Linked DNA regions of Mus musculus: region 1 is linked to region 2. Evidence: chromatin contacts called from public Hi-C data. All regions are on one chromosome and are shown on one strand. The core of a region is the stretch at or near the end of the contact, and the rest is flanking DNA. Distances in the headings are between cores, read along the strand shown. Region 1 overlaps Ldb3 (LIM domain binding 3). Region 2 holds the start of Glud1 (glutamate dehydrogenase 1).

Evidence for each region. Hi-C and Micro-C count contacts between places; a contact is called where the count stands out from the background.
Region 1: a contact with region 2 is called in a Hi-C map of uterus. The contact joins the enhancer-like site here to the promoter of Glud1 in region 2. A contact is called at or near these places in 2 of 39 promoter capture datasets (frontonasal cranial neural crest and hippocampal neurons), 6 of 484 Hi-C or Micro-C datasets (muscle stem cells, rod photoreceptor, stem cell-derived neurons and 1 more), 14 of 115 datasets of contacts at active chromatin or transcription factors (craniofacial prominence, embryonic basal ganglia, embryonic fibroblasts and 11 more) and 1 of 9 other capture datasets (adipose tissue).

Annotation. Positions count from the first base shown.
Region 1 is chr14:34,564,606-34,567,305 of GRCm38.p6, reverse strand. Ldb3 (LIM domain binding 3) reads left to right here. Exons shown (of 15, transcript NM_001039074.2): 8 at 413-449. Among named protein-coding and RNA genes, the nearest start is that of Ldb3, 23 kb to the left of the region's middle. Within about 2 kb of position 1,350, at least 42 of the 459 cell types and tissues checked have an H3K27ac peak or open chromatin away from gene starts, as enhancers often do. A contact at or near this core is called in adipose tissue, muscle stem cells and uterus, where this site is marked.
Region 2 is chr14:34,309,300-34,311,999 of GRCm38.p6, reverse strand. It overlaps Glud1 (glutamate dehydrogenase 1), which reads right to left and starts at 1,273. Exons shown (of 13, transcript NM_008133.4): 1 at 658-1,273. The coding sequence starts at 1,102. Shld2 (shieldin complex subunit 2) reads left to right here and starts at 1,483. Exons shown (of 10, transcript NM_001360074.1): 1 at 1,483-1,833.

The DNA of each region.
Region 1 (2,700 bases), core at 101-2,600, 260 kb before region 2:
AAGTAAAGCCTACGGAAGCCGAGGAGCCAAGCCGCCTGCCCTTAGCTAACACCGATAGAGAGCCTTCCGGCCCCTAGGTGGATCTTCCATTCTAACCCCCAACTTTCAACAAGAACAGATGCCTTGTCATATGGCTTCCAGCAAGGTGATGGGCTCAGGGCCGAGAGGAGAGGACCTGTAGGATTTCTCTGACCACCCCGTCCCAACTACATCGTGCCCTCTCAACTCTCCCTGGCAGAGGCCTGGCACGTACACGCTCAATGCCACCACTGACAAGATGGCACAGGAAGTGTTTAGGGCCTGGCAGATTCCTAGGGACTTAACTGTCCACAAAGCTCTCGTGGCTTTTTTTTTTTTTTTCCTCTTCCTATGTTCGCTGTGAGTCCTCCTGACCAACTTTCTTCTCCCGCAGTGCAAGACCCTGATGAAGAGGCTCTGCGAAGGTCAAGGTAGGTGCCTAGTCTTGGGTTCCATGGCCTTGCCTTCTAACCCTGTCCCTCCCCGGGTACCCCCCAGGCCACATGACTCATGGAAAGAACTTTTCTTGTTCATGTATTTGAAAAGCTCAGCCCTTCAAGGGCTCTCCACGGACCCAGGCTAGGGTGGCTTTCCCAGGTCACCAAGGTAGAGACCGGAGTGAGGAGGATCCTGGCTCCCTTACTGGGCAGAGGCAGGGCTGCTTTGGCCTTCACTGGGCTTTGGAGAATAAGGACGTATTTCTTGGTGAGGGCAGTGGACCCATGCCTCGCCTGCACACTCAACTTTGGGCTTGTCCCCTAGTCAGGCTAAAGGCTTGGCACTGTGAGCAGGCACACAGGGGGCCACACTAGGCACGGATACTTCCAGACTCTCCTGCCCATATAGACACTGAAGCACCAGTTCTATAAATTGCTTGAAATATAACAGCAGCTGCAAGAATGTATGCGCCCTCGGCACAAGGAGGGGCTTGTATAGGCATCTCAGGGCACGGCCTCCTGGTCAGTGGCAAGTCTGGGGCGCCACCACTTGCCTACTGCCTGTGCCCTCTTAGGAGCTGTAGACCTGGGCATGAGTGGGGCATGGCTGTTTTGAAACCCACTGGAACCTGTGAGGGCCTTCCATGGTGAGGCATGGGGCCTGTGTGATTATCTGTCTACTTGCGGTAGTGAGTATGTCATCTGCATGTTCTTCTTGGACAGTCTGTCTGGGGCCAGTGAGTCCTGTGGTGGTCTCTCTGGGAGGGTCTGGGACTCAAAGGCATGTTCTCCCATGAGCCAAGCTTTCCGTACTTGCTAACGACACATGATGGCCACAGAACTCTAGGAGAGGCGAGTTCTCGGGCCAGCTGGGACTCCCTGTGCTTTGGATGGTTGTATCGTTGCCAACCCGAGCTGCTCCGACTTCTTGGCTGGGAGTGTGCTCCTCCCAGGCCTGCTAAGGGTGGCATGATGTCATCCCGGAAATGTGCTTAACCCCTCAGCTCCTGGAGCGCATCTCGAACAGAGCGCCAGAGATGCTCTCGCCGCATTTGGCGCAGACGTGGCGAGCCAGCTGCTCTATGTGGTTGAGTTCTCAGCTCCCTAGTCCTCCGGAGCTCTGCTGACCTTACATGCTATTTCTGTGTTTTTTTTTTCCCACCCTCTTCACTGAAACCACCCACATAGATGTCCCAGGAAGCAATGCAGACTTTCCCAAAGAGTCAACATAGGGGTCTTTATGCTGCTTCCCCAACACAGTAAATAGCTTATAGCCCAGGTTCTATCCACTGGGAAGTCAACTGCAGGCCTTCCCCCCCCCCCAACACCCATAAGACACACCATCCTTCCTCCTTCATGGCTTCTGCCACCTATTCTGGCCACGTTGTGTTCTCTTCCTGTCCCATGTGCACAGCAGTCATGCTAAGCTTATGCTCGTCGCCAGCTGGTTGTGCTTAGAAGGACGGAGTCCCAGTAGGAAAGCTAACCTGGTTCCTGTGTACCCTGGAACATTAGCAGGACCCACCATAGAGTTTTCTTGGGAGAAAATCTGGCAAACATTCCCAAGAAAAGGCTTCAGCCTGCTTTCTCCCTCAGCCCCAGGCCATTCCTCCCAGGATTCAGGTCCTTCAGTGAGGCCCCTGAGGTTCCAGCAAACCCTCCCCACAGGAGCAGAGGGAGCAAGGCTCCTGATTCTGTCTCTTTTTCGGACTTTAATTTGTTGAGGGTTGACAGAGCCTTCTCTGTCTCCAAATTCCGGTAGCCAGGGGTTCTGGGGCAGAGGCTGCGCATGCCCTAGTTCCATCATGCTTGGAACAAGTAGAGTCTGCAGCCACTTGGGCCCTAGGCTCACTCACTCGAGTGGCCGTGTGAGCAGAAGAAAGCATGTTTGTCCCTTGTGTGCCGCCTTCATATTGCTCAGGGGACTTGCTTCTGAGTGGTCAGAGTCACACCCTGACTCCAGAGTTAGAAGCTGACTCCCAGGGCCCTCTGATCCATCCTGTGGGTTGATGACAGCTACCACCCTGCTCGTCCCTCCTCCCACATTGGCCCCAAGTATTCTGGCTCCCTGGCAAGTCTGAAAGCCACAGCTGGAGGCTGGGACTTCCAAGCACCAGAGTCTAAGCAGAACCAGCAGGCCTCCTTCTTCTCTCTGCTCTTTCCCCCCCCCCCCCCCCCCCCCCGTTCATCCCTCATCCTCCTGTTCTTTGGCTAGCAAAGAATTTCCCAACAGTACTAAACAGAG
Region 2 (2,700 bases), core at 24-2,523:
CTAACTGATTCAACTCCCTAAGGACTCTACCTTTTGCCTAGGCTCAATTCTGGTACTAGCCAGGACAAGAACACACCCCCAGGGCTATTTCATTCTATTGGCTGGCAGGCAGTTCTGTAGTCTACACCCTTTAGATTTAATGTCAGGTCGCCCTGTTTGTCAGAGACCTTACTCTGCTCGATATTTTACATTTTCCAAGGGGAGAAAAGAGGCACAACACAAAAAGCCATCAGTGTAAAATTATAATAATTTAGAAGATTAGTAAGCTGCGCTGGTTAATCAAACTTTCAAGATTCCAACTCCAAAAAGAAGATAATTTTTCTCTGTTCTTGTATCGTCGGCTGCTGGCGTTAAGGGTTCACGGTCTATGACATGACAGGCACCGAGGCTAAAGAAAAGCTGTACAGTGTCCTCAGTGAAGTCAGCATCAACACAAGCAGAGGCTTGGGGTGAAGACTTGCCCAGTAAAAAGGCTGGCATATTACGTGGTAGTTTTAGGGCGGAAAAAAAAAATCAGTATCCTCTAAGGCTGCCACACCCGAGGCGGGGGAGCCCGAAGCGGGGCACGGCCTGCAGAACTGGGCTGGGCCGAGTAGCGGCCCGGGCTACGGGAGTCTGGAGGGGAGGGAGGACAGAAAGGGGCCGGAGGGCGCTCACCTCCCTTGCAGGGCGTGCGGTGCTGGCTGTGCTGGGCCCGGTAGCCTTCGATGACCTCCCAGGAGCCGTCGTCGCGCCGGATGGGGAAGGAGAGGCTCAACACATGGTTGCAGGGCTTGATGATCCTCAGGATGCCGCGCACCCGGTTCCGCTTCTGCTCCTCGCTCTCCCGGGTCTTCAGGTCTTCCACCAGCTTGTCCTCTACGATGCTGGCGCCGCGGTCGAAGAAGCCCTCCACCATCTTGAAGAAGTTGGGGTCGTCTTCGCGGTCGGCGGCCGCTTCGCTGTAGTGGCGCCGGGCGACCGGCGTGAGCCCGGGTTGCGGGGCGGCGGAGGGCTGTCCGCGGGCCCAGCCCAGCAGCGCGGCTGAGTCTGCAGCCGCAGAGCCCAGGGCAGCGGGCCCGGCGCGGGACAGCAGCAGCGCTTCGCCCAGACGGCGGTACATGGCGGCGGCGGCGGGCTGAGGCGAGTGCGGCGGGAGCTGTAAAGACCGGAGCTCGCAGGCCTGGACCGCGGGGAGGAAGGGCTGGGCGCGAGCTGCCCTTTTAAGCCGCGGCTTCCTGCTTGTCTGGCTGTCCCCTCCCCTGCGCCGCTTGTCGCCCCACCGGGAGGACGGACTTCGGCGGCCGCGCGCCGCCCAGGGCGCTGGGCCTCGCCTCCGCCGCGGCCTTGCCCGGCCTCCAGGCGGCGGCGCGTGCGGCTGCGGCGGCGGGGGGCGCGCCTTTGCAGATGGGCTTGGTGCGCATGCTCGCGGGCGGGGGCGGGGCTAGCGTGGACGCGCGCGGGCTGCGGCCCGGAGGCCTGGGCTCCTGAGAGCGGTCGGACGCGGCCGCGGCCCGGAAGGTCGGTCCCGTGTGCACGCGCGGCGGCCTGGGAGGTGGAAGCGGACTGCAGGGAGGCCTCGCTGGCTGGCCAGCAGCCCCGGCCGCATGAGTCACCAGGCCCCTCCTTTCCGCCTTGGGCCGGAACGGTGTGCGGATCCGCTGCGCGGCCGGCCGGAGAGTGACGCCGCGCCGAAGCCGAAGAGGCGCGGGGCAAATCCCGACTCATCCCGAATCCGACTGTTGAGGAACCGGGAAAGCAAGAAGCCTCAGGACAGGAGGGAGGCCCTGACCCCACAGGCCTTTACTTTGCACAAGGTTTTAATTTGTTGTAGGCAACTTCAGCGATTTTGAGGTAAAACAGTTATGCAAAGCATTGTTGACTCTTTCGCGTGCCACTTTATTTTACCTTTTTTTTTTTTTGAAAAGTCAGGGCCCCTGTAGCCCAGGCTTGCCCAGAACTCATGGGAACTTGCCTGCTTCTGCTCCCCCAGCCCACTCCCCTGAGTGCTAGGATTACAGGCTTGAGTCAGCACACCCGCACATAGTTGTAACTCCACCATTGACTGAGTGTGTGCCCCTCTTTTGGAATCACGTCCTAAAGTAAACTAGAAATATAATGTCTCAGTATATATATTTAATTTCTGCGACTCACTTTATGGATCAGGCTGGCCTTGTCTGAGTGCCTGAGTGCTTAGATTAAAGGAATGTGACATCCTGTGTGTGTGTGTGTGTGTATATACACACACACATATATATACACACATATATATACATATATATATACATACACATATTATTTAAATGGTCTAGGATCTGATTACTAAGTTATAATTTTCACAATGGTAGCCAGGCTTGAGTGCTACACTCTGGGAACCCCAGAACCTGAGAGGTGGGGGCAGGAGGATAGAGTTTGATTCCAGCCTGGGCAACATGAGATACTCATTTTTCTCAAACAAAGCTACAAGAAAATCCAGTTGAACACACACACACACACACACTAACATCCTTTAAGTCAAGCTACCTATCACGTGCCACATTACTAGTAAAATCACCCCAGAGTGCCTTGGCGATTTTGTAAACCCTTGGACTTTGTGACACTATTCATCTCTTACATGACTTTATTCATCTACTAAGCATGAAAGAGAAATTCTTAGTTCTTAAAATGTTTTGTACACGTGAAGTGACAACCTAGACCAGTTAAGTTGCATTCATTTATCTC